Linked DNA regions of Mus musculus: all the other regions are linked to region 2. Evidence: chromatin contacts called from public ChIA-PET, HiChIP or PLAC-seq and promoter capture Hi-C data. All regions are on one chromosome and are shown on one strand. The core of a region is the stretch at or near the end of the contact, and the rest is flanking DNA. Distances in the headings are between cores, read along the strand shown.

Region 1 (3,753 bases), core at 436-2,935, 990 kb after region 2:
TTCATCTGGAATAACAAAAAACCTAGGATAGCAAAAACTATTCTCAACAATAAAAAAACCTCTAGTGAAATCACCATGCATGAACTCAAGCTCTCCAGAGCAATTATGATAAAAACTGCATGGTACTGGTACAGGGACAGACAGATAGATCAATGGAATAGAATTGGAAAAACCCAGAAATGAACCCACACACTATGGTCACTTGATCTTTGACAAGGGAACTAAATATAGTAAGTATATGCCACCTTGACTAGTAAGTTTAATTTTGCCAAGACATAGCAGTAAATACAACATGAACTATACCTCTCATGTGGCTTGTTGCAAATACCCATAGTATTTCTGGGCCATTAGAAACCTCCACTTTTCTCTATAGAGGCAGTAGGTATCCTGTGTACGGTGAGGTTACAGTAGTTTGGAGCTCCCTATGGGCACGTATGTCCTGGGCCTGAGGGTGTTTGGTGTAGTGTAGGCCAGTGCATGTTGATTGTGCTGTATGTTTTACTACCACAAAACAGAAGCTGAACACAGAAATACTCTCCTTCCTTATGCAAATGAATATCTTCTAAGGCCTCCAAAGAAAGATTTCCATAGATACAATTAACATGTTTATTACTCTCTTCTTTTTGTTTAACTGAAAGCTCAGCTTTGATTTGTCTGTTTTCTCTCATACCCTCATTGGAGATGGAAAACAGCTGGCTCGTGTTCTCTTTCCCCAGTGCCTTTGTGAATACTTAACTGTTCTTAGACCCTCCTGCTGGACAGTGCGTCCTGTAAACGTTTGAGCAGCTATTCCTCCTGAACCTCTCACCTTCCTCAGGAGGCTCAGGACCTTCCCTGGGTTTTGTGCATCCTCTGTTATTTTAAAAGATAAAGCTAGGGAAGAAAATTCATGTTAGTGGCTTGTATATCCCATCCTGATTTTTTGTATGTGTTTATTGTACTCTTAGCAACAAATTAGAGGGCAGACTTCCAAGATCATGAATCAGGTAGAACACTTACATCTTAAGTGACTTGTAGAAGGACCAACTCGCTCATGCCCATGAGTCCCTCAGCTGTTGACAGTCGGTGTGCTGCGTCATGAGCAGTTACTTCCTTCTTTATGCGCCATGCATGCTAAGCGATTGAAAAGTCAAGCACACTGCATTGTGTTAAGTTATTTTAAAATTCCTTCATACATTTATTTTTTCATGAAGACCTTATTTGCTTAGAAGAAGTATGAAACACTAAAAACTAATTATAATAGACTGGCATATTTTACAAAATTATATTCTACTTAATTTACTATCCTTGTAAAAGATTAAAGGAATGAATGAAAGAGATAGAAAAGAAATTTTTAATAAAGTTTCAAAGTCATAGAGGGAATGAATGGTGATTTTTTTTTCCTTCCTTTGCTGCTAATGGGGTTTTGGTTATATAAGCAAGTAAGTTAAAATAACTAGGCCTAAATTGAGGAACTAAGTAATTTCAAATATTAAGTTTATTATTACAATAAACTATTTTAATAAGGTAAGGTCAGAACTTAACTGTAGCCGGAGAAATTGATGTCAGTTTTAGGTGTCCTTTCAGTAGTGTAAGAAGGTTGCCATAGCAACCAGTCTGCTTCCTTCTCTCTGCAGGACCTGAGTTCTCATGCGTTCCTCTCTCCCTCAGCTGCAAGTAAGAATCATCATTCAGCTTTCCCCTGGGGACTCAGCTGTGCACCGTGGCATGTGTTTCATATTGTCCAGTAAAATAGTAACTAGGCAGTAACAGCCACCCTCCTGTTAACTGTCAAAACAACTTCAAACTCTTTTCTTCTAAAACAGAGTCTAAATGTTAATACTGAGTTTTAAAGTAAAACAGAAAATCTTTACATATGTAAGCACATACATTTGAATAGAAATCTTTCTATAAAGTCGTGCAAAAAGAACAGTCTAATGTGACAAACTGCCTCTTTTATTTAAGCTGACTTTTAGATTTGTTAACTCTCTGTAAGAATGCTTGTTTCTTAGTAGTAGAGTATTGTCTAGACTTTTTTAAATTTAATTTTATATGGAATTCATTTTTTACACTCCCCGCCCCTCCCCTCCCACCCTCCAACTGCTCCACATCCCACACCTCCTCCCTACCACACCCACATGGATATCCCCACCCTCCACCCCCTGTGACCTCTAAACTGCCTGGGGCCTCCAGTCTCTTGAGGGTTAGGTGCATCATCTCTGAATGAACATAAACCTGGAAGTGCTCTACTCTATGTATGTTGGTGCCCTCATATCAGCTGGTGTGTGCTGTCTGTCTGGTTGTCCAGTGTTTGAAACAGTTATCCTTTATTTAATGTATGTGTTAAATGTCTTTCAAGTTTTTATCTGCATCATTTATAGTTTTTAAGATTTATTTTTTGTTGTATGTGTGTGAATGGTTTTTTTCACTTGTATATATATGTACATGGATGTATAGGTAGTGTGTGCCTACCACAGGAAGAGGCAGTAGAGGGCTCTGGCTGCTCAGGACTGAGTTACTGATGGTTGAGAGACATCATGTAAGTGCTGGGACCTGGGTCCTCTGCAAGATCAACAAGTGCTCTTAACCACCAGGCTGTCTCTGTAGCCCTACATCCCATATTTCTTATAGTGCTCTTTAACACTCTTTGTTTATAAAATGTAAAGTTTGACTGGATGTAAGATGAAAATGGCTGCTGAAGTTTCTGTTTAGTTGAGGCCATAGAACTTTTGTAAGACCAGAACTGGGGAAAAAAATTCCTCTCAAAGTTAGTGGATTCTAAATATAAAATAAGAGCAGATCCCTCTCCCTAAATCATCCAATGTCCAAGATAAACCAGCTCAACATCTCAAGCTTTTTATATTATTATTTGAAATAGATTTTCGATCTTGGGCGTGAACTCAGCGGGCCCTAGCACACCCAGGATCTTGGGATCACTGGTGAGTGGAATGCAACATCTGTTCCAAAAAATCTTGGAGGGTCTTGTGCCAGCAGGAACAGGGACAGAGGAAACCCGCCGACCAGTGGCTGGGGTTCCTTCAGGTCAGCACCAGCCCTGCACCATCTTGGCGGGAACTTGGCAGGCCCTAGCACACCCAGGATCTTAGGATCACTGAGACCAGTCTACGCATGAGAGCACGTGGGCAACAGAAGCAATAGAGCTTCTTGGACAGGGTCCCTTTGGGCCTTCATCCTCAGGCAGAACTGAGACCCAGACCTTTCCTGCCAGAGGAGAGTCACCTCCAGGGAGGGCTCTGACCCCAGGACTCAGGAGGTAGATCTGAGCTCCAGACCTCTGTGCACCTTTCCTGCAAAAGGAGAGCTTGTCTGCAGAGAGTACTCTGACCACTGAGACTCAGGAAAGAGTTGGTCTACCAGGAGTGTTGTTAGAGGCTAAAGAATCACAGGAGGAACAAGCTCCAGCCAGAGACAGCTAGAACATTAACACCAGAGATCACCAGATGGCAAAGGGCAAACATAAGAATCTTACTAACAGAAACCATCATCATACTCCAGTACGCCCACCACAGTGAGTCCTGGATACCCCAACACACCCAAAAAGCAAGACTCCAATTTACAATCATATCTCATGATGCTGGTAGAGGATTTTAAGAAGGGCATTAATAATTCACTTAAAGAAATACAGGAGAACACCGCTAAACAGGTAGAAGTCCTTAAAGAGGAAACACAAAAATCCCTTAAAGAATTATAGGAAAACACAACCAAACAGGTGATGGAATTGAACAAAGCCATCCAAGATCTAAAAATGGAAGT
Region 2 (3,541 bases), core at 291-2,790:
TGGTCTTTTGGGGGTTCATGAATGATTCCTGGCACAGCAGAACCTTACCTTCATTGTTAGGGACTAAAGGTGTTCACTAAGGGCGAGTCTGTTTTTTTCCAGCCAAATCATACTGTAATCTAGGGTGTCTACATTTGGCTGGATCATATACGTCTCAGTCTCCTTGTTGCTGGATTAAAATTCCCCTACATTGTATCAGTTCAAAGAACGCTCAGACTGTTCACTGTCATATAAAATCTGCTTGAAGGCTAAAGTTGTATTCTAAGTTTAAATTACTGGGCTTAAGAGATCTATCAATCAAACATGCCTCTAACCTGTAAGCCTCACTTGCCCAAGGGCAGATAATCTCTGGAGTGCTGGGGGCTGTTACTTATGTAAGATAGTGAACTATGGTGTTTTCTCTTCTGTAAACAACCTCACTTGCCCCAACTTTACAGGATAAGCTTGATCACACACAGGTGGAGGTAGGCTGGAGGTTCATAAGGAAATACATTGGGATCTAAGCGTGCCCCTGATTGGACGAAGGTGGGAAGTACTGACCCTTTGGGGGTTGCCTTTATAAGCCTCTGACTGAGTTGTAATGTGGCGATGTATTTTGGGATTCCTAGGTATGCACCTGACAGTGTCCACTGAACTGGCCAATGCTTAATAAAGCTTGTTTTAAATTTGGTTCAAAACTTACAGTAGCCGTTTTCACTATTCTCACCGGGTGGGATTAACCGTAGCCCTGGTACTCTGATCCCGTGAACCTTTCTTTGTAACCATGGGTTCAGTTCAGTGGTTTCACACCTTCAGTTATTCTCCATATAGTGTGATGGTGCATGTGTCACTGCTCAAGCAGGGTTCCTAAGCCCTCTCAAACCCTGCATATATATAAAGTAGGCTTACTCAGCTGACTTAAGTAACACCTGTGAATCTAGTTGATGTCACTGAAGTAAGATAAACGTCCCAAGGCACGAAAAGTCATCTTTAGTCGGCTTTCCAAAAACATCCCTGTTGTTCCCGTTCACACGTTATTTTTTATTAAGAACCCGACACAAATACCCATTACGATTTGTTAAGCAGATCATTGAGTCTGGCAGTGGAGTGGGATCACATCTCTAGTTTGTTCCACAGCATCGGTTCTAAAATTACATGTTAAACTCTGAAATTGGCCTTTCTCGCTCTTTGCCAAAAACCAAGCGTTTATTGTGCCGAGGTAGTTGTAATGAAAATGCTTATTCATGTGGTTTGGGCAATCCTTTGACACAAATGTCATGTCCCCCAAGATATGCCTTTTCTCAAGGTTGGGCATTTAGAAAAAAAAAGCTCTCAGATGATGTAGTGCCTTTATAGAGTATATTATTTTTTCCCCACATGTGAAATATATACGAATTCCTTAATAAGTTCACAACACCGGACAAGATTAATATTTGTAATTTACTGAAGAAACCTTTGTAGGTAGTCAGGACTCGTTTTCAAGGTCCTGTTTAGGGAAAAAAAAAAAAAAAAAAGACATAGTGTAACTGGCATAAATTTCAGCTGTGACCGGCTGGATGCGCGCTTGAATACTTTTGGACTCCTTAGGCCACCGTCGCCGGGTCCTCCATCGACTCTTGCGCATGCGTGCTGCTGGAAGGCTCTCCGTTTCTCCGAGAACCGGGAAGGACGTTGGTGTAGAGGTGAGAATGGTGGAGAGAGAGAGGAGATTCTGGGGTTTGACAACTGCGGGTTTCTCGGCTTCTCGTGGGGGCGGCGAACTAGGATGTCTTGCACGTCACAGCCCAGTGGAGCCTCGGGCCTGCCTTCCTCGTGGGCGCGTTGCCCCCGCCGCGTCCTCAGGAGGCTGCGGGCCTGACCGGCCTGAACTCGGGCGGCCCCGCCATCTCCCCGCGTGCGCTCTTAGGGCTCCGGAGGAGCTCTGCGGAGCCTCAGGGTCTCGCTGGTGGCCGGCCGGGCCCGTTTCCCCTTGTATTTTGCCGCGGCCAGGTTGACCTTGATTGGGTCGTTTGACCTGCGGGGGCTGGTGCTCCAGTTGGATAAGGGGTGCGACCTTGGAGGGGACTCAGGCACCGAGGGGCCCCGGTGGTCGGCCTGGTGTGGGAGTAGAATTGGGAAGCTGGAGGGTCCCCGATCTGTCGCGCCTGCTCCACCGGCCCTCGGGGCGCTTGCTGGGCTCTAGTCCCACAGCTTCAGTGACCTGAGTTCTCCCCGAAGGCTTTTCTTCCTAAGGGTGAATTCTGAAAAGGCAACAGCTAGGTCGCATCTGCCTTTCTGTGGATGGGGGACACTTTTGTCATGGTTTTTGCTCATCGGTTTGTTGCTGGTTACCGCCTTGTTGCGGGTAGTGGAAATGCGTAGGAGAGGAGCGGGCAAAGATGAAGTTGCCAAAGTCATTGACCTTGCAGGAGGGGTTAGGCCGCGATTGTAGATACTAAACTACGTTGTGCATGTAGAGTTCATTCAATCACTTAACCTGTTACAAGCCTTTTTTTTTTCCCCTCCTTGTTTTACTCGCAAAGGACATTGGCTACCATGAGTTCCGGTGCGCTGTTGCCCAAACCACAGATGCGTGGTCTTCTGGCCAAGCGTCTGCGGGTTCATATTGCTGGCGCATTCATTGTGGCCCTGGGAGTTGCCGCTGCCTATAAGGTATGTGCTTTAGGTCACAAGCTGTTCGTTTAAAACATTATTTTTTAAACCTAGTTAAGAGCTGTTTAAAAAAGAAACTCTATCTTCAAGATATTTCCCTCATTTACCTTCCAAAGGCTTCAACGTAACAGAAACCCTATCTTCAAATGAAAATGCGCCACAGTCATTACAGGTTCCCTCTTCCCAGGTATCAAGGTAAAGCTGACAACCAAGAAATCTGATGTTATAATTTACTCTAAGTCTGGAGATCTGAGCACCAAGGGAATGTTGGTATACTACCCAATACAGAAGCCTTGAGGGGAAAGTGTTAGCAGTTTTAACTGCTTATCCCAGTGTCCTGGTACAAGTCCCAGGGTTGGAAGTCTAGGAGGTTTGGTGTCTGTTGGGAAAAGAAGATGGGTGTACCTAGCTCAAGAAGATTGAAAATGTGTCTTGGGGTTAACCTTTTTTTATTTGGTCCTTTTATGCATTGGGTGACCTGTTTACACTCTGAAGTGGATCACTGTTGGCCAAGTTTCTTCCAAAACCAGCCTCATAAAACTCTAGCTGTCTGAACATCATTTAGCCCTGTCATGTAGATGCTAACTTAACTATTATATATAGTGTGGGCTTCAACAGACTTTAGAGAGTGGCACTGAGGAACCTCCCTTTGGTTCTTTTATTGGATGACATTGGGATTTGAAAAGGAGGAGGAACAGTAAATTTACTTCTGTGTTGCTTCATTAGATAGCAGGATTCTGTGCATTTCTGTAGCCCCTCACCTGTGGACTAGTACGCACAGGTGTACTGTGTTCTGTGCACGATGAGTGAACCTGGGAAGATGAGCTAAACCGTGTTTTATATTCCAGACGTGGATTTGGATCACCAAATGCCAGCCGTAGCTGTGGCTATTGCTTAACCTTTGATCTAT
Region 3 (3,581 bases), core at 732-3,231, 910 kb after region 2:
TTGTGTGTCAGAGTTCTTGGCAGTCAAGCTTCCTCTGAGACCCTGTGATACCGATGTGACCCAGGTCCTGTTATCCTGGGATCCTGTTGTCCTAAGGTCCTGGGCATGTTACAGTGCCTGGAAGTGGTGTCTCCTTTGAGGACCGTGGAGCTGGCTGTTCTGTTGGAAACCAAGGTAAATCAGTACTGTTCAAAAGGAATCTGAGCCTTTAGTCAGGAAGGGCTCTGGTGTCCTTGTTCCTGCTGTCACAGGCTGGTTACAATTGGATTGGAACCAATGTTGTGTTTCACTCACCAGTGATCCTAAGATCGTGTGAAGAGTCCTCTAGGGACCGTGGGTGTGTCCGCAGACTCTGTGCCCTAGGTGACCCGGTGCTAGCACTGACTGGAAGGGACTTGTGAGGATATTTTCTAATTCCACCCATTTGCCTAAGAATTTAATAAATTCATTGTTTTCAATAGATGAGTAGCACTCCATGTGTCAGTGTACCACATTTTCTGTATCCATTCCTCTGTCTTGGGACATCTGGGTTCTTTCCAGCTTCTGGCTATTATAAATAAGGCTGCTATGAACATAGTGGAGCATGTGTCCTTGTTGGTTGTGTTTGATCCATGGATATAATTCAAGCATTTAAAAGACATATATATATATTGATTTTCCTCATTACATATATAAAATATGTTCATAAGCATTATTTGTAGTGCCTCTTTTCTTTTCCAGGAAATCTGTTCTTTTGTATAATCCTTTGATGGCCACAGCCTCCATTTTTCTTTGCATACTAGGATGACTACTAGAGTGCACTAAAGGTAATGGCTGAGAGCTAAGACCTGGGTAACTTGACTTAACTGCTTGCTGTTCTACCTTGGGGAAATCAACTCTTTTCTCAGTTGCGACATTTTCATGACCTAATAGGAGCATTTAAAATTAAATTATTTAATGTATGCCCTGTACTTACCATAAGGCAGTGAATACATGTTAATTGCAGTCCTGTAGCGTCCTGTCATCACTGTCATAGAGATGCCATGCTTGACCACCATGTTTGTGCTGTGTGCTCTTTCCCATCATTGCCTTCCCCTGTTACTTTTTACATTTTGTTTAGTAATTTATTCAATATGTTTGCTGTTGATGTCCTTCAACTGGAATGCTTAATCTTAGTTTTTGGTGTTTTTTTTTTTTTTTTCCCCAAGACAGGGTTTCTCTGTATAGCCCTGGCTGTCCTGGAACTCACTTTGTAGACCAGGCTGGCCTCGAACTCAGAAATTCACCTGCCTCTGCCTCCCAAGTGCTGGGATTAAAGACGTGCGCCACCACTGCCCAGCTTGGAATGCTTAATCTTTAAAGATTCTATTTTCTTCATGATTATCCCAAGTATTTAGAACAGGACACTCTAGATTTTGTGTGTGTGTGTAAAAGAATTAGTGACACAGCTAATATTTTATTTGACTGTCAAAAGTGAGGTATAATTTTAGTATCCAAATATAGCCATATCTTGTTTACCTCACTGGAGAAAGATATTTGAAAAAAACTATAACCATATAACAAATTTATGAGGAGGAAACACAAGTAGTGAACCTTTTGTATTTATTACCAAATCTAATAGATTATATTGTAATAAAGAAGAATTCTCAAATATAAATATTATGCTAATTAATAGTCACCCAAGATAATTAACTTGAAAAGAATTAAGAGAACAGTATTCGTTAAACTGAAGGAGAAAAATCATCTAGAATAGGAAAAAAAAAGGATTCTCAATAAATGTCAAAATGGTAAAATTCAACAGTTTCTTAAGTACATTAGTTTTAAAAAGTATATAAAAACAAAACTCAAAGTTTGACAGAAAAATTCTGAACCGTTTAATAATAGCTATTATTATTCAGTGTTTTAAAAATTGAAATGATCACAGTTACACAGATAGAGAAATAGGGAAGTATGTTTGCTGTTTTAATTATTTGCTTAGTTAGCCCGTTTGTCTGGTGCTCTGGTGGGCTAACTTGCTTGCAGGAAATGTCCTAGTCCCTAAGAGGAACTGGTTTGTCCCCACCCTCCCTATCTGCTAAGGTTGCCTGCATTCCAAGTGGTGCTTTGGGGTACTTTTTAGTTTTGTTGATTGCTGTCCGTGATGTGGATTACATGCCATTACATGAAAACATAGTTATTTAGAAGTGTATTTAATTTGTTTTTTATTGGCTTTAAGCTAATAAGGTTGTTCCTTTGCTGACCTGGATAATTTAGCATTGTTTAGGGAGCTCTGATCTCCATTTTAATAGATTATGAATGCATTGTTTTGCAGTGAATATTCAGAAATTTCAAAACGACTGTGGAAGATACTGCTTGTAGAGCTCTGGAGGATGGGGTAGGAAAGCAACAGGAATGCTTAGCTTCGTAATCTGTAGCAGGTAGTTTGTTATGTCAGGAATAGCCTGCCCTGCTACCTGACATGGAGAATGGACCAGCATCATAGAGCTAAGACACAAGAGATGTGGGATAGGGAGGGAAGGCTAGTGGTTGGTTAGATGGACTCAGTGTGCTGGAGCCCTGACCTTTCCTGTTATAGCTAAGCCTGAGAGTGTTCAGAGCTGAGGCCAGGTCGGTTTGCTGAAGATAGGGACTGCCACTCTCAGTGATGAAGTCAACATGCTGACACTTTGAAGGTATGCAGACAAGAACTAGACTTGATAGAGCCGATGCTGTCAGGAAGACAGGCCAGTAAGGAGCTGTGGAAATGTCCCAAGTCATTTGTAAAGAACAACTGGATTGCATGTCTGTTGACTTTAAGGGTACTCTTATCAGAGTCATTTTTAAAAATCAAAAGCAGTTGAATTTATTCTTTGCTTTTGTATGATCACAGTGAATAAGGAAAGGCACTAGACAGAGTGAGGAGTTCAGCCTAGCCATTGGGCTTGGGAGTGTCTGACTACTCAGTAACAGCTGAGGATTGGCTGGCACCACCTGACTAGGCTTAGTGCTTAGGTTAGGTTAGATCACAGTGTGTTGAGATGCTTGTTCTCCTTTTCTTCAGTGGACATTGAAGGCACTGATGAGCTTGTTTTTAAAACGGATTTTGTTGTAGTATTATCACTTCTTATGCTATAGTTACCGCTTGCTTGGTCAGTATTGATTGAATATCACTTTTATTTTCAAGCACTGAGAATTCAACTGGGAATAAGTCAGAAACAGCGTGTTACAATGTAGCTTGCAGTTGATAGCTATGATTGAGTGTGGATACTTGCAAATATTCTTTTGATCTTTTTCTCAGATTTATTTACTTCAGTTGCCATCTAATATATGATAGAGTGTTTAGCAAAAATGTATTTGTATATGTTTATCATTTAGCATCTAACAGCTTTATACACTTAACGCCTACGCTACAGTATCTCTCAGCCTGTAAGGGCTGTGTTAGGTCAGAGTTAGGTTTAACATGATTTGCTAAGCCTTTATTCTAAAAGTGCTTCTTGGGTCCCTGCACCTTTAAAGGAATATGAAACAAAAGCTTGGCCACCCTACTAAGACATTAGTCATGATTTCTGATTAGAAGTTGATATTTAAATCTCTCCATCTGGTTCTGTTGTTTAAATGAGTCT
Region 4 (3,589 bases), core at 291-2,790, 850 kb after region 2:
TAACACTGGCATATGTGAAATACCAGGTTGTGTGGTATTGGCTTTTTGACTGTTAGGATGTAATATTTTTGTGTATACTCATTGTTTATGTTTAAAAAATACCTACCTTGGGCTGGTGAGATGGCTCAGTGGGTAAGAGCACCCGACTGCTCTTCCGAAGGTCCAGAGCTCAAATCCCAGCAACCACATGGTGGTTCACAACCATCCGTAACGAGATCTGACTTCCTCTTCTGGAGTGTCTGAAGACAGCTACAATGTACTTACATATAATAAATAAATAAATCTTTAAAAAAAATACCTACCTTGATAGCTTTAGTCTAGACCTCCTTTGGTTCATGAAAAAGAGTTGTTTTGTAAGTGCAAGTTAATGTAACTATTATTATTATTACTATTACTACTGCTAAATTTCATTTAAAACAGTAATTAAGTATATTTGTGGGATTGGTATTAGAAAGTTCCTTTTGAATGAATTTAAAATAAGCAATTATATATTAAGTGCATTTAGCATCTTTAAGCATTTATGCATCTTAAACATTATATATTGTTATAAAATTGAAGCTTTTAAAAGATAAGCTATAATTTGGATTAGAAGTTTTCAAATGATCAGTATGTAATTAATTATAAAGCTGTGCACTGACATGAGGAAGAAGGTTTGTATCTTAGGTGCTTATCCTGCACTTGGAAACATTCTAAGCAGTGCTCAATGCTGTCCTCTCTTCTTTGGGCTAATTTTTATTTTGGCAGCTGGTTTGCACTCAACCCAGCCTTCATCATGCTGAACTAGACTGATGGTCTGGCAAAAAAACATAATTGAGAAGAACTTCAACTTCCTCATCTGTTAAGTGGCAATAACACTTTATAGTTCTTTGCATGCTTGACAGTTTTATTTATGTGTCAGTTGAATAGAATGATGTAAATAAGACTAATAATTTTTTTTATATTCTTTACATCTTAGATGGTAATGTAAGAAGATAAATACAATTCTGTAAAGAGTTAAGAGTTCTTAAAGAGAAAGGGAGAAATATTTAGCTTAATACAATTAGGAGAAAACTAGTTGCTTAGCAAATTTAAGAGAATAGCCGTGATTGACTGATAATCCATTCAACAGAGCACACTTTGTGGCTTATTTTGGTTATTACTTTATCTCTAGCTTTTCAACAGCACTTAGCAAGTAAGATGCTCTGTAAATATTTTAAAAATTGGAGATTTAGCGACCAAAGGATCAGATGAGAGAGGGAAAAAAATAGCTTAGGCGAGGAAGTAAGGGCCTTGAGTTCTGTTTCCATTTCTAAAGTCTAGTGTAACCCCTTGCTTACCAAAGGAGGATGGTCTCAGCATCTGGTTTAGATGGCTTTTCCTTTCCTAATCAGTTCCTTAGGACCATTGCCATGTTGGATGGGTCTGTGTGAGGAGCATGTTCTTGTTAACGTTTGTTTTTGCTGGAGATTTTCCCACTTGTCTTCTCATGGTGTCCAAAGCAGTCCGTGTCTCTGTGGTTTTCTAATGTCTTCCTGTTCGCTCCCCACTGTTTCTGTTCTTAGATGTGTGTACACTTTCTGGAGGAGTCTTTCTTGGATCTTCTTGATTTCTTGTTTTAATGTAGACTTGTTGCCTTTTAGGTCTGCTGTACAGCTGCAACCTTGGGCTTTCTTTCCACTGGATTCCTGGGTTAGTGCCACAGTTTTCTAATGTTTCCCGTTTCCTCTTTGCTTTTTAATCTAATCAAATTGTCTTCTTTATGAAATATAAGTTCTACTATTTGAGTTCTTGCATATCTGAAATTATCTTTAATTTATTTGCTTTTATATGTAGTTGGTAGCCTATGAGGATTTTTAAATAAAAGATAATTTTTTTCTTAAAGTAAGAGACTTGGCTCCATCATCTTCTAGAATCTGGTGGTGTTGATATGACTTAGTGTCTGTCAACACCTTACTTATTTGTGGCTCTAACTGCCCCTGAACATTTTAGAGCATTTTTTAAAATCCTTTTTTTAGCCCCCCCCCCCCCTTTAATCTTATGTTTCTTATATTTCACAAGGAACAAAGTTTCTAAGAAGAAGCCTGGGCTTGATTTAAATCTTTCTCAGTGGTTCTGCTCAGGATGCACTGTATTCTTGAGCATAAACACTTGTGTTCCTCACCTTTCGAAAAGCTTTTTTGATATTTTTCCTGCGTTCTTCATTAGATGATGATGTGTTTCATCCAATTGATACATATATAAAATGTGTAGAATACATGCACACATATACATAAATATTTTGTCTGTATCATTGCCTTTGTTAGAAGGAAGTGAGAGAGGATTTATTGTACTTCATTTTCTGACTTTTCTAATTGACTGTTTATCTCAGCAGTTAGATTTTAGTTCGAAAGAACTTCTTATTTTTATTTCATTCCCATAACAGTGATATTGAAACATACATTCACATGCTTTTCAATTGCTGTGCAGATGGTTTTGTTTTTATTTACGTTATTCTTTGTTTTGTGAGTCATCTAGTTTGCTACATTCACCCCTTTCTTTGCCCCTCCCCTCTCCGCCTCCCCTCCTTCCCTTGCCTCTCCTTTCTCTCTTCCCTTCCTCTTCCTTTGCTTCCTGTCTTTACTTCTTCCATGCTCAATGTATGAAGTTCAGGTTTGTTTTTGCACCATAGTCAGTGTTGTTATGTCCTGACCCTCCTGCACATCTGTGTTATCTGCACACTCATTTACTTTTATACTTTCAAATTTAGGAGTTTAAATGACTATCATTTAAAAAAATATTTTTGTTTTATGTATATGAGTGTTCTGCCTACATGTGTATGTATGTATGTATGTATGTATGTATGTATCTATGTATGTATTTTGTGTGAGTCCCTGTGGAGGTCAGAAGAGGGAGTTAGTTCTCTTGGAATTGGAGTTATAAATGTTTGTTAGCTTTCGTGTGGGTGCCAGGGACTGAACTCAGGTCTTTGGAAGAGCAAAGGCCGCTGTTAACCAGAGAGCCTCCAGCCTACACAGAAGCACTCTGAAGAGTGAGCTGTTACTGTCTTCCAAGTGAACAGTGCACTCTAGAGTCCTTCTAGCAGGTCTTCTTCTCAACCTTTGAGAGATCTCACTACAGTTACACAGTTGGGTTTGTACAAAAATATTGCAAGGCAGAAGATGAGAAGCAGACTTACATGTTGAAGAACGCTGGTCCTTGTAGGGATCCCTGTGGGGTTTCCAGTCTCCATAACTTATTTGTCGTCTAGTTGAACGTCATCATAGTGTCCAGTACCTTTCCATGCAGATGATAATTATCAGGTACATTTTGTGTCTTAAAACATAGGCACCAGTTTGTCCCATTAGAGAACATTTTAGAATCTGTTTTTACCAGAATGAAGTGTTTCTATGATCCTAGACTGGTTAGGGATATGGGGCTATCAGACAGGAAATACTTAACTGAAGATCCTAGAAACGAAAGTGTGTGTGGTTTTCCCTGGAGGCTTGTGGTAGATTTATTATTTTTTAAATTAAATAATTAGAAAGTCAAGTTTTCTTTGCTTTTTTTGTTTTGTTTTGATCATAACTTGCATGGCAAATTCTGTTAGGTTTACAACAGTAGTAGTTGGTTG
Region 5 (3,820 bases), core at 300-2,799, 870 kb after region 2:
GCTAAAGTCATCAGAGAGGAAGGAGCCTCAGTTGAGGAAATGCCACCATGAGATCCAGCTGTAAGGCATTTTCTCAATTAGTGATTAATGGGGGAGGGCGCAGCCCATGGTGGGTGGTGCTGTCCCTGGGCTGATAGTCATGGGTTCTAAGACACATGGGTTCCTGGGATTCAGATCTTCATGCTTGTGTGGCAAGTGTCTTGCCCATCTCCCAGCCATAGGGTTTTCTGTTTCTTGCCTTTCATTGACCTATTGACTAGCCCAGTTATGTAAACTATGACTTACAATGTAAAATGAACTTTTTCTTTAGCAGAGAATTTAACCAGTTTGGCCCTTTGAATTTTAGTGTTTGGGTAGTTTTTAAAAATAACTTTTTATTTATTGATTTGTTTGAGTCAGGGACACAATTCATGTGTGGAAGTCAGAGGACAATTTGAGTATCTCCTTCCACTGTGTGGATCTTGAGGATTAAATGAGGTTGTCAAGCTTAGTAGCAGGTGCCTTTACCTGCTGACCTATCTCATTGACCAGATTATATATTTGAGCAAATGAAAATAGGGGCTCCTGGAAACAAGGGTTCCTTTATCTAGAGTGATTGAGAATTGTGTGTTCACTAATAAAAATATGACTTTCAAGAAGATTTATGATCTTTTTCTATTTGCTTGATCACAGTGTGTAATTCTGAATTTTAATCTGAAATATGTGCGTATATACACATATTGTATGAACATGGCACCCATTATCTTCCCTCCTCTTCCTTTGTTGTTATTATTTTAACTTCTGAAAAGTCTAGATTAATAACTATAATTAGTGTTAGAGGTCTTCAATTAGCTGTTTAAAGTATGCCCTTGTCTTGCTGGGTGTGGTGGCATACACTTTTAATCTGAGCACGCTGGAGGCAGAGGAGGTGTGGTTCAAGGCCAGCCTGGTCTGTGTGTTGAGGCCTGCCTCAAGAGATAATACAAAACCAAACCCCCCTTTGTCTGAGTCCTTAGAGCATGTCATCTACCCTGTGTCCAGCAGCTTTTTAATGAGCCATTTGTCTTGTATTTCCTGCTGGATTTTAGTTTTAAAGGAAGTGTGCCACACATGTTTTCTGGATCGATCCTGACACAGTGACCTATGTATAAAAGTATTCAGAATCAAGTATGTTGGCTATGTGAATGTGAGCCAGGTTCCCTTTTCCATCTCGAAGGTGCTTTTATGGTGTTAGTATGAGACATGGTGAGCTCAGCTTCTTCTTTCTTACAAAATTAAATATTTTACTTATAACTTAGGGACAAGGAAATAAACAAAAACCTTGACAGTAAATGCTAATAAAATACAACTTGAAACACCCCTCTTTTCCCTGTAGCCTGCTTTTCAGCCTTTTGTTTAACACAATCTATTTAAGTTTTAAGTTGATTTGGGTTTTGAGTATTTTAGAACTGTGCCCTTACTGAAGGAGATCAAAATGAGAGTACTGCCGTTCCCTAGTGCTGACCTGTGGACGCAGCAGGGGGATTGTTACATCGTATGGGAGGTTTCTGTCTGTTCTAAAAGCAGCTGTGTGTGTATGCTGACCATCTCAAGTACTGCTGCATTGCCAGTTACAGTGATGTCCAGGGTGGAGAGCGAAGGTAGCAGTTGTGACAGAAAACATACAAGGTCAGTGAATTTGTGGCTTGGAGATTGGTATGTCGACAGGTGTTGACTGTAACTTCAAGTGGACGACACGTGAAAAGTCTATAATATTTTTCATAAGAAATAGGTTTTCTATCTTTCTATCAGGTTTGACTTTTGGAATTATATTTATACACACACACACACACACACACACACACACACACACACGACAACTGACAAGACATACTTAAATGCATCTTGCAGCTAGATGTCCTCAGACTGTCTTAGAGAACTACATATTGATTATTGATTATGTTTGTGCAGATTGTGTGTGTTGGTGTTTAGTTTTCAATATAACTTTTACATGAGTAGACCCTTCTTCATTACAGATGGGATTGAATAAATAGCATTAGTACACAAAGTTGAGCTATGTAGTGAAATCCAAGGAATACATGATGAAGGTGACTTTGTAAGCATCATAGTGACGTATATATTACACATCATCATTTTCATTGGAAGTTTTGTGAATATCTTAAATTCTGTAATCAAATAAATGATATTAAAGAAAGAAGTAATTTAACATAACAATTGTGGCTTATACTGAACATATGTTCTTGTTAATAGGTTTCATTATGATCTTTAAGAACTTGTATTTAGTTTGTACATTTTGGTTCATTTGATACCCTCAGTTTTTCTTAATTTTTATTAGCAAGTTGTTACAGTGGTTAACAAGAAGTATACAGATTTAAGCTGCAGTAGTTTCCCAGGGTTATATGATCCAGCTTCACAGGCTTCGGGAACATATGTAGATGCTTTTCTAGTTTGCTTTCGCTCTGACATACAATTGATATAGGCAAGCATGAAAGCTTGGGCAATTTTTCCTTGCTTTTTCTGGATCTTACTCAGGTTCTGTGGTATTTATGTAAAGAACAGTTTTGTTCCTTGGGAATGCATGTTGAAATTACCATGTGCAGTGTTTTGCTGTAGGCCCATTGGCACTGCCACAAAGGTAATGCATTGCCAGTAGGCCATTTCCTTGTCGGCTGCATTTACAACTTAATGGAAATATTACATGACTTTTTAAACAAGTGTTTTGGCAGGGAGGAAATGGCAGATTCCGTACAAACAAGCATAGCTTCCTATTCTTAACCACACTACAGCTACTCAAGGAATTGTAGTCGGTCTTCAGTTTGGGGTAGAATGGGGAGTCAGGTTGAAATAGGAATACATTGATGTTTACTATAAATAGTCATGTGTTTTTATTGCTGGATTTTATTACTGTTTAGTTGCAGTCATTGACAACTAATATATTTATGCATCACAGCTTAGATAATTTTAATGTAATTTAGGAATAACTGGATTTTGATTCATTGAAAAGTCCAGGATCACAGATAGGTCCTAGATGGTAACACTGCTTTTTATAGTTTTGTTTCTTAGCTTTGGCCTTGCTATATGATTGGTCCTTCATGACTGCCTAAGCATTACTTTTGGTTGTTTTAAATTGTGATTTTTGGCTCATGAATGACAGCAAAGAAATTTGGGTGATTTGTTCACACTGACATCAAACCTGATAATATTTCTGTCTCATCTTTTGGTCAGTCTGCTTTAGGTCTCATCTCATAGTTTGAAACTTGAAAGGTCATATTTCCGTTTTTTATTTGGAAGTTACTTCGTCATATAATTATTTCACTTCCACAGTCCTCTGACTGTTGAAGCACTTGCAGTTTTGAGTTTATATAAAGTTTATGTAAAGTTTATACTTTTGGAAACTGCCCACAGGAAAGACACTGTGCTTGACGGTCTAACATTTCTGTGGCCACATTCTTTTTCTAGTATAAATCTTTTCTCTTTTGTGGGGAAGAGAGACAATTTTGCTTTACTCCTTTCTCCTTTTTCTTTTTTTTCTTATTGCTCCTGACTTCTTATCCAATTGCCCGTCAGCTGTAGCAAGTTACACTGCTTGTGCTGTGGTAGAGACTGGCATTGGGTGTGTTCTTACAGCCATCTTAACACTGGCTTTTGTTATTTTTTGTGTTTCAGTTGTTGGTAATGGACATATGGACATCATATGTTCCATGGAATACTGTACAAAGCCAATCTGAACTGTTTCCATTTGCTTCAAGTTCAATCATGGTATTTATTTTTCCATGGCTCTTACTCATATTATCCATACCGTCTGCTTAGCTTATGTCACTGCTACCATGGACTGTGTTTC
Region 6 (3,804 bases), core at 6-2,505, 670 kb after region 2:
AATGTTTTTATGTTCTATGAGCAGACTGCTGGGTACTGCATTTTCTTCCCACCCCCATGCTTGTCACTCTTGACTGTAAGATGAGGGTTACAGTGTCTGGCTTTGAAGTCTACATTCACAACAACAAAATGGGAAGGGGAAACTCCAGAGGTTCTCTTGTTTTATCTGGAAAAAACAAAACAAAACAAAACAGATTTGAAAGTCAGGAAACAAGATATCTTTCCAGATGTGTTTCAGAGGGTTGCCCCTTATGTCACAGTGTTAGACTGGTGCCACCTGGACACACTTGTCTGTAATGGAGCCCCACCATGCAAGCTAGGCAGGTACTTTACAACTGATTATATCCCAAGTCCTTATAGGGAAGTGTTCTAACCCCTGGTGTTAGGGGAAAGGAGAAAGGAGGAAGCAGCTGGAAGTGGCTTAGCTCCAGCTAACAGAGGCCTGTGCAGTATGAATTCCTGTAGGTCCTCATAGCCTGCAGCAATTTGAAGACAAATAGTCTATTTATTCATTTAGGAGAGACTTGCAGGCTTTCTTCAGGCTATACCTCAAAGACATAATAGTTAATAAGGCAGATTTAACCCCTGCTTTCAAAATACTGAAGGCCCAGAAGAGAAGACAGCACAGGTCAATAAAAATAATTATAATAAACCATGATGACTTGCTGTAATGATTCTCTAGGATTGAACCCCAGAGTCAGTCACAGCAGACTAATCTGCAGCTTGGAAACACAGGGGATATTATTAACTAGACCTAGGAATTTGAAAACATGATACACCCACCTATTCATGTAACAACTGACTCCCTAATGTGTTTCAAGGGTATGCTTCAATCCGTGTTACAATTAGGCTCATTTTCGCTTCTAGGAGTTGGTTTTAGGGGATGATTTTCATGTCCAACTAGTACCTCCCAGCTCTACCCTTATGCTAATAACTCAAGCACTGACAAGGGGAATCACAGTATCCCAAGCTGAGGCTATGATCTTCTCCTGGTCTAACTCCAGCTCCTTGCTCTACCTCTCCGTAGACCAGAGTATATGGCTAGGTGGTGAGTGTGGCTGAGGGCCAGCACAGGAGCCTGAAGCTGTCGCTCAGCATACATGGGTAACATTTCAACACACTGGGGCTTGTGGGAAAATCAGACAGCAAAGCTGAAGCCCTGAGAAAAAACCATCAATGGATTCCACCAGGCCCAAACAACGCTGGTCCACTGTGGCAACATAAAAGGCCAGCATCCTGGCCGTGAGTAATGTGCTCTTGGCAGCTGTTAAAAGGGCCTAAAACCCCACTGGCTCCCAGATCCAGTGGGGCAGGCCAGGTGCAGGCTGACAGGAGAGCTCTGTTGATTCTAAAGGCCAGAGATGTTATTTTGAGGTTTGACTGTTTATGTCTCATTACTGCTAATTTCCATGAGTTTGCAGGCCATTTTCTGACACCCCCAGGCCGTGGTGGAGAACTCCGTGTACACATGAAGGCTATTCACTAACCTACCTCCCCAACCCCCCAGTTTTTTGTTTGATGAGAGCCATTTCTGGGAACACAACAATCTTCATGTGGAAATTTCTTAAGCAATTTTAGCTTGGGTTTGTGGGTACCTCTCTGAAGTCACTTCTGGGTATGAGTGGAGCTGGCCTGGGACACATTTAAACCCTGTTTACCTTCTAATTCTCTTCCTCTCGGAATGGTAAGTATTAAGATAGTGATCTGGGCAAATACATAGAAGTGTTAGCTTGCTGTTATAGTTAGAACATTCAATGGAGAAAATTCAAATTCAACTGAAAAGTCAGGAAGGGGGCGGGGAAGTAAAAGAAGTAAAAAGTTACACACAGGATCATATGTTATAAGCAATGAACAGGAGAGACAGGGCTCTTTCCCTCAGACTTCTTTGTCCCCACAGTGTCCTTCTCTGAGGGCCTCAAGCCTCCTGGTTCCTCATCCCTCTCCAAGCCTACCTTCTTTTGTTTTTAATAAAAACATTCCTAGTTTTTATTTATGTGGAAAATTCTGAACATATTCAAAGTACACAGAGCATACATGCATCTGCCTCCCTGTTCCAGTTTCATTACTATTTATCCTGTGAGTGTGAGTGTGCGCATGTGTGCACATGTGCCTATGTTTTTTAAATTACATGGTCATGTTTATTTCTCACCTAGTACGAATCTTTACCATGCCATTACTTAGAAAGTGCAACAGAGACCTTAGTCTGACTGTTTAATTTGAGATCCCCAGAGTGTGAAGTGTTGACCTTAGTGTTTATTGGATGTATAATAATTAAGAGTGGTATTCAGAGGGCATAGGGAAAGCAAGCGGGCTCATCTCTGGTAGAGACTGACTCCACATAGCTTGCCTCTTGCCTTCTTTTTTTATATGTTTGCATCTTTCCCAGCAGGTTTACAACAAAGTTGGCAGCTGAAGTTTTTATACTTCATTTAATTATTCATTAAAATTTTAATCACTTTATTTACTTATTCATCTCCTGTGTGTGTGTGTGTGTGTGTGTGTGTGTGTGTGTGTGTGTGTGTGTGTACTTTTGTGTCAGGTGGAGGTCTGAGGTAGCTTGCAGGAGGGAGTCAGTTTTCTTCTTCTACATTGTGGGTCCTGAGCATGAACCACAGGTAGTCACGCTTAGTGAAACATTCTTAGCTAGTTTAGCTGCCCCACGTGCTGTATTTTGAAGAAACTTCCATACTTGAGCTTTCTCGGGCTTATTAATGCCACAACAGTTGGGGGAATGCCTTTAAACAGTGAGGAAGCCCTGTGGAGCCGCTGCTCTGAACAGGAACTCAATATACAGCCGAGGGTCTCTGAAATGGGAACAGAAGTCATTTGCTCTCCAGCCTCAGACTCTGAAAATGCTGCCGAAGGTAAGAGAATGGACAAAAGACCCTTTAAGTGTGGGATAGCCATAGGTAGGAAGGAAGAGTGGGTAGTAGGGTGTATAGAAGAGCTGGATTGATGTTCACAGATGGGTGCTCTCTCAGTGGGTGTCTGGTGATACAAGAGTGATGGATACACCCATTGGAGGACAACTTTTATAAGACTCAGATTTTAAAATTACACACACATAGTCAGTATTAATAAATTTTTTTTGCATTTCACAAAATTTACTCAAATAATAAAATAATTAACATTCAAGTAGCTTCCAAGAATAAGGAAGTAAATTTGTCAGTTTGCACACTCACTTTGAGTGCATCGGCCTTGCCTTGGGGGGTGGGTACTTCTTCACTTCTGCGGGGAAGTCAAACCTCAGAGAGAGAGAGAGTTTAAGGGTCTGTCACTTATCCATCAAGGCTGCAGTCCAAAGTCAGGAACTTGGTGTCACATAACACATAAATGAGACAGTGCTGGATGAAAACAGATTCATCTCCTAGTGTTCAGGAATGTTCTGTCACCCCTGGCCACTGCGCCTCGTCTTATCTGTCTTTAAGGCACTTGCTCAGTCTATCAGCGCCTTTAGCTCTCCAATGCCCCCAAGCATACACTGCTGGTTCCACCAGCCTGTGTGGAGAACTCACAGTTAGAAATCCATTCTTCTTAAAGAGCCATGAGGACAGTTTGAAAGGATGAAATACAACCCGATATAATTAACACGTCAATAGTGGCAACATGAAACCCACAGTTGAGCAATTTGGGCCTGTGCAAGCAAACAGATGAGATAATTTGAAGCTCCTTGCTGTGTGAGTAGGGTGTGTGTGTGTGTACCTGTATGAGTGTGCTTACGCATAGCCAAACCTACAGATCTTTCTTTAAGTTTTACTTATATTTTGTTTGTTTGTTTGTTTATTATTTGTTTGTATGTGTGTGT
Region 7 (3,801 bases), core at 789-3,288, 670 kb before region 2:
GCTTAAGTACTAAAATGATGTTGTTTTCTTTTAAACACTAACAATGGAATTTTCACTTTCATATTTTGAAGAAAAATTTTAGAATAGATTCTAATAGTAATATCCCACCTGATAAAGTGCTGGGATTCGATATTCACTACACCTTCAGGTTTATATTTATGGTGACCAGAAAAACCATTATTAACGTCCTGAGGATAAGAACTTTGCTTCGTTATCTTTACTTTAGGGTACCCAGCACACGATGGACATTCAATGACTATACTAATGGATTGATTTTAAACTACTTTCCTAGTAGACTGAACGGTGGTGTTTTGATGAATTATTGTTTTAACTAGAGCCTTATTTGAGTAAACAGATTTAGATTACATAGCATAATGTGTCTTCCTAAAGAACAGCCTTAAGCCGGGCAGTGGTGGTGCACCCCTTTAATCCTAGCAATTGGGAGGCAGAGGCAGGCGGATTTCTGAGTTCGGGCCAGCTTGGTCTACAGAGTGAGTTCCAGGACAGCCAGAGCTCCAGAGAAATCTTGTCCCGAAAAAACAAAAAAACAAACAAACAAACAAACAAAGAACAGCCTTAAATGATACTCATGTGTTAAGCATACAACATATTTTTCAAAACTGTTATCTTCCATCAATATGGGTGGGGAGGTGAAGATGGGGGAGAGGGGACAGCATCTGTGTAAGAGTCTCCGGACTTAAATTCTAACTGAGAAGAGTTATAACTAATTTACACTAGGCAATAGGCTAGGCTAACGATCATTGAAGAGCTGAGCAGTCATTTAACTTCTGACACCATTAACGGTAAAAATAGTACTATTTGCTTCACTTCCCACACATCATTGTCAAAGGATGTTTATAGAGGACTTCAAAAACTGTAAAACCTACTAAAGTGGAGTTTTTGGGTTGATGTAATGTCATTTCTACGAGTTGATATATTTGTGCCTATCAATCATTTATATTAATCCCCAAACCCTGGCATCCAAGAGCTAGATTAGGGTGGCCCTGACCTCAGAGATCTGCAAACCCCTCCTGCCTTTCCAAAGCTGGGTTAAAGGCGTGGGCACCACGCCTGGTGAAGTGGGTTAAAAGCGTGGCCAACCACGCCTAGTTAAGCAGGCTATCCAGGTTTGTTTGGGTAAGAGTGACAGATACCGAGTAATTATGAGAAACGCATACTTTAAAGGAAAAAAAATTTTTTTTTCGAGTCCTTTTTACCACTGTAAAAAATGTAGGAAGTGGCTAAGTGATTCCAACAGAACATCTTAAGCGCCAGACTCCCAACTGCCTTTATCCCATCCCCTCCCCTCCCCCTCGTCGGGGCCGCGGACCCGTGCTGGGTCACGCCCGGGACGGTTGGGGTCCGGTTGAGGTCAGCCAGCCCGCGGCCGTTGAGAACTCCAGCTCCCGGCAGGCACCGCTTCCGCGGCCCACGCGCGTGGCGGCGCTGCCCGCTGGGACTCGTAGTGCGGTCCGGGTAGGAGAACGAGGCAGTTACCCTGCCTCCTTCCGCGCACACCTAGGAAACCCGGCCGGCAAGGCTCACGCCCGCCCACCCGTTTCCAGCGCCGCTCGGGGGTGGGGGGCTAGCGAAGCAGAACCTCAGCCGGGGCGGAGGGAAGAGGCCGCCACTAGACGCGCACGTGGGGGGCGGTTGGCGCCCAGAAACCCGGAAGCCCCGCGCGCTGCCCACCCGCTGCGCTGACGGGTTAACGCTCTTTCGGGCGGGGGCGGGGCGTGTGCGCAAGGGGCGTGACCAGCGGCCGCGCCGAGGCCGCCCACTGGCCGTCCCGCCCTTTCCTGGCTTTGCGCAGCGGGAAGTCGGCCCCTGGCTGTGGCGCCTGCGCAGAAGCCCCGCCCCGCCTCGGGCCCAACCCCCACGCCCGCAGCAGCGGCAGCCGCCGCCACCTCTCCCTTCCTCTGCGCTTTCCTCCGCCTCCTCCGGCGCCGTCGCTCGCGTAGGGCCCTGGCGTCAGACGCGCGTGGGCGGGGCGAGTGCGGCGGGGGGTATAAGTAGAGGGTGCAGGAGGCGGTGCTTCCCCTTCTCCCCGGCGGTTAGTGCTGAGAGTGCGGAGTGTGTGCTCCGGGCTCGGAACACACATTTATTATTAAAAAATCCAAAAAAAATCTAAAAAATCCTTTGAAAAAACCCAAAAAAAATTTACAAAAAAATCCGCGTCTCCCCCGCCGGAGACTTTTATTTTTTTTCTTCCTCTTTTATAAAATAACCCGGTGAAGCAGCCGAGACCGACCCGCCCGCCCGCGGCCCCGCAGCTCCAAGCAGGAACCCAGAGACCGAGGCCTTCCTGCCGCCCGGACCCAGCACCGCCAGCCTCGCTCCCCCGGTTCCACGGCCGTTGAGTACGCGTCGATTCCGGTTGAATTTTGTCCCTCTGCGCTCGCCCCCGCTCCCCTCCCCCCGGCTCCGTCCCCCGGCCCCGCACTCGCTCTCCTCCTCTCACGGGAAAGGTCGCGGCCTGCGGCCCCGCGGGCAGCCGTGCCGAGATGAACCCCAGCGCCCCCAGCTACCCCATGGCCTCTCTGTACGTGGGGGACCTGCACCCCGACGTGACCGAGGCGATGCTCTACGAGAAGTTCAGCCCGGCCGGGCCCATCCTCTCCATCCGGGTCTGCAGGGACATGATCACCCGCCGCTCCTTGGGCTACGCGTACGTGAACTTCCAGCAGCCGGCGGACGGTGAGCGGCAGGCCGGAGGGTGGCGGGCGGGCGGCCATGCGGCCGGGGCGGCGGGCCTAGCGGGGCGGGCGAGGGGGCGGGAGGGCACGGCGCCGCAGCCCCTCGCGGGCCGGCACTTCCTCCTCTGCGACCATTTTCTCGCCATCGGTCGCTCTCAAACTTTAGGGCGATGACGCGCCCGGAGGGTGGTTGAGATAGCCTTCACCGCGCTCCCGCCACAAGCTGTGGGATTCGGGGGTTTCGAGTACCCTCCTGGAGCGGCGGGTGGAGGTACCCCTCCATCCCCTGCCCTGGCCCGGCAGTCAGGCCGGGGAGGAAGTACGATTCAGTGTTGGGAAATACCACGTGTTGAACCCTGTAACCTCACAGGCCCGAGGCCTGTTCCTGCCGGTGGCTCAATCGCTGGGAGGAGCCCTAGGCTTTAGAAGAAAGTTAAATAGGGTGATGCCTGGTGGTGGTGGTCCTTAGGGTCGTAAGCTCGTTCCTAATAGCACATCTCTGACCTGTGGACCAGGAAAGGCACCTTATACCATATATAATTGCTTGGGGTTTTCCCTAGATGAAGTATTCTTTAACCATGCCGTGGAGGAGGGGATGTGGAAGACTCTAGGGCACCAGACTCCTTGGCTCATTTTCAAACAAATTAGATCTTAAGTTTAATAGAAGTCGTTATTTAATGTATACATATGTATATTTTTTCTAAAATAGCACCTGTGGTTATGAATTTTAAACATGTTGACCAGTTTTGGTCCTAAATATTAGGGTAACCTGGATCAAATTATGCTGAGTTAATAGCATCCAACTAATGAAAGCTTCTTTGATTTTTCTTTCGTAAAGTGGTTTGGAATATCCATGAATCTTGGGCAATAATTAAGAAGTAACACATTGAGTTTGTTTTAAGTTTGACAATTCACTGAAACAGAAATCTAAGAATCAGATAAGATCTATGGCCTGATATCGTTGGGTTTTTAAATCTAGATGACTCTGATTTAGAAGTCAGCTCTGGGTTTTATTTTAGTAAGGAAGACTGGAATTAAAGAGTGGTCACTAGATTAAAGGTGAGATTTGGGGTAAGCAGCATCTTAAGTGATGCTCTGGTAAGCC

The links. Promoter capture Hi-C pulls out the DNA fragments that hold promoters and counts their contacts. ChIA-PET counts read pairs in DNA pulled down with a chosen protein or histone mark. HiChIP or PLAC-seq counts read pairs in DNA pulled down with a chosen protein or histone mark.
Region 1: a contact with region 2 is called in an H3K27ac HiChIP or PLAC-seq map of large pre-B cells, with 6 times the contacts expected there. The contact joins the enhancer-like site here to the promoter of Cox6c in region 2. A contact is called at or near these places in 10 of 39 promoter capture datasets (the 3T3-L1 cell line, the C10 cell line, the HPC-7 cell line and 6 more), 2 of 115 datasets of contacts at active chromatin or transcription factors (astrocytes and large pre-B cells) and 2 of 9 other capture datasets (adipose tissue and macrophages).
Region 3: a contact with region 2 is called in a promoter capture Hi-C map of the HPC-7 cell line, with 4 times the contacts expected there. The contact joins the enhancer-like site here to the promoter of Cox6c in region 2. A contact is called at or near these places in 7 of 39 promoter capture datasets (the 3T3-L1 cell line, the HPC-7 cell line, cranial neural crest and 3 more), 2 of 115 datasets of contacts at active chromatin or transcription factors (astrocytes and large pre-B cells) and 2 of 9 other capture datasets (adipose tissue and macrophages).
Region 4: a contact with region 2 is called in a promoter capture Hi-C map of pre-B cells, with 3 times the contacts expected there. The contact joins the enhancer-like site here to the promoter of Cox6c in region 2. A contact is called at or near these places in 13 of 39 promoter capture datasets (the 3T3-L1 cell line, 3T3-L1-derived adipocytes, the C10 cell line and 8 more), 1 of 15 datasets of contacts at CTCF or cohesin (large pre-B cells), 1 of 484 Hi-C or Micro-C datasets (nephron progenitors), 2 of 115 datasets of contacts at active chromatin or transcription factors (T-cell acute lymphoblastic leukemia and embryonic stem cells) and 1 of 9 other capture datasets (liver).
Region 5: a promoter capture Hi-C map of hippocampal neurons shows a contact between it and region 2, with 3 times the contacts expected there. The contact joins the enhancer-like site here to the promoter of Cox6c in region 2. A contact is called at or near these places in 10 of 39 promoter capture datasets (the 3T3-L1 cell line, 3T3-L1-derived adipocytes, the C10 cell line and 5 more), 1 of 15 datasets of contacts at CTCF or cohesin (large pre-B cells), 1 of 484 Hi-C or Micro-C datasets (nephron progenitors), 4 of 115 datasets of contacts at active chromatin or transcription factors (astrocytes, embryonic stem cells and large pre-B cells) and 2 of 9 other capture datasets (adipose tissue and liver).
Region 6: a contact with region 2 is called in an H3K4me3 HiChIP or PLAC-seq map of embryonic limb bud, with 4 times the contacts expected there. The contact joins the enhancer-like site here to the promoter of Cox6c in region 2. A contact is called at or near these places in 5 of 39 promoter capture datasets (the C10 cell line, cranial neural crest, frontonasal cranial neural crest and 1 more), 1 of 15 datasets of contacts at CTCF or cohesin (the NIH/3T3 cell line), 1 of 484 Hi-C or Micro-C datasets (embryonic fibroblasts), 5 of 115 datasets of contacts at active chromatin or transcription factors (acute myeloid leukemia, embryonic basal ganglia, embryonic limb bud and 2 more) and 1 of 9 other capture datasets (adipose tissue).
Region 7: an RNA polymerase II ChIA-PET map of memory CD8 T cells shows a contact between it and region 2, with 7 read pairs. The contact joins the promoter of Pabpc1 here to the promoter of Cox6c in region 2. A contact is called at or near these places in 3 of 39 promoter capture datasets (the 3T3-L1 cell line, hippocampal neurons and pre-B cells), 2 of 484 Hi-C or Micro-C datasets (Sertoli cells and olfactory sensory neurons) and 1 of 115 datasets of contacts at active chromatin or transcription factors (memory CD8 T cells).

What each region holds. Positions count from the first base shown.
Region 1 is chr15:34,950,888-34,954,640 of GRCm38.p6, reverse strand. The region is part of intron 9 of Stk3 (serine/threonine kinase 3); the gene reads left to right. Among named protein-coding and RNA genes, the nearest start is that of Gm52204, 42 kb to the right of the region's middle. Within about 2 kb of position 1,685, at least 23 of the 459 cell types and tissues checked have an H3K27ac peak or open chromatin away from gene starts, as enhancers often do.
Region 2 is chr15:35,936,245-35,939,785 of GRCm38.p6, reverse strand. It overlaps Cox6c (cytochrome c oxidase subunit 6C), which reads left to right and starts at 1,540. Exons shown (of 4, transcript NM_053071.2): 1 at 1,540-1,661; 2 at 2,502-2,631. The coding sequence starts at 2,515.
Region 3 is chr15:35,028,916-35,032,496 of GRCm38.p6, reverse strand. The region is part of intron 6 of Stk3 (serine/threonine kinase 3); the gene reads left to right. Among named protein-coding and RNA genes, the nearest start is that of Gm52204, 120 kb to the right of the region's middle. Within about 2 kb of position 1,981, at least 5 of the 459 cell types and tissues checked have an H3K27ac peak or open chromatin away from gene starts, as enhancers often do. A contact at or near this core is called in the HPC-7 cell line, where this site is marked.
Region 4 is chr15:35,086,467-35,090,055 of GRCm38.p6, reverse strand. The region is part of intron 4 of Stk3 (serine/threonine kinase 3); the gene reads left to right. Among named protein-coding and RNA genes, the nearest start is that of Stk3, 68 kb to the left of the region's middle. Within about 2 kb of position 1,540, at least 5 of the 459 cell types and tissues checked have an H3K27ac peak or open chromatin away from gene starts, as enhancers often do. A contact at or near this core is called in T-cell acute lymphoblastic leukemia and pre-B cells, where this site is marked.
Region 5 is chr15:35,063,955-35,067,774 of GRCm38.p6, reverse strand. All of the region lies in intron 6 of Stk3 (serine/threonine kinase 3), which reads left to right. Among named protein-coding and RNA genes, the nearest start is that of Stk3, 90 kb to the left of the region's middle. Within about 2 kb of position 1,549, at least 13 of the 459 cell types and tissues checked have an H3K27ac peak or open chromatin away from gene starts, as enhancers often do.
Region 6 is chr15:35,269,657-35,273,460 of GRCm38.p6, reverse strand. All of the region lies in intron 1 of Gm52178 (a long non-coding RNA gene), which reads left to right. Gm33497 (a long non-coding RNA gene) reads right to left here. Exons shown (of 3, transcript XR_875131.2): 3 at 3,158-3,804. Among named protein-coding and RNA genes, the nearest start is that of Gm52178, 24 kb to the left of the region's middle. Within about 2 kb of position 1,255, at least 20 of the 459 cell types and tissues checked have an H3K27ac peak or open chromatin away from gene starts, as enhancers often do. A contact at or near this core is called in embryonic limb bud, where this site is marked.
Region 7 is chr15:36,607,210-36,611,010 of GRCm38.p6, reverse strand. It overlaps Pabpc1 (poly(A) binding protein, cytoplasmic 1), which reads left to right and starts at 2,038. Exons shown (of 15, transcript NM_008774.3): 1 at 2,038-2,697. The coding sequence starts at 2,505.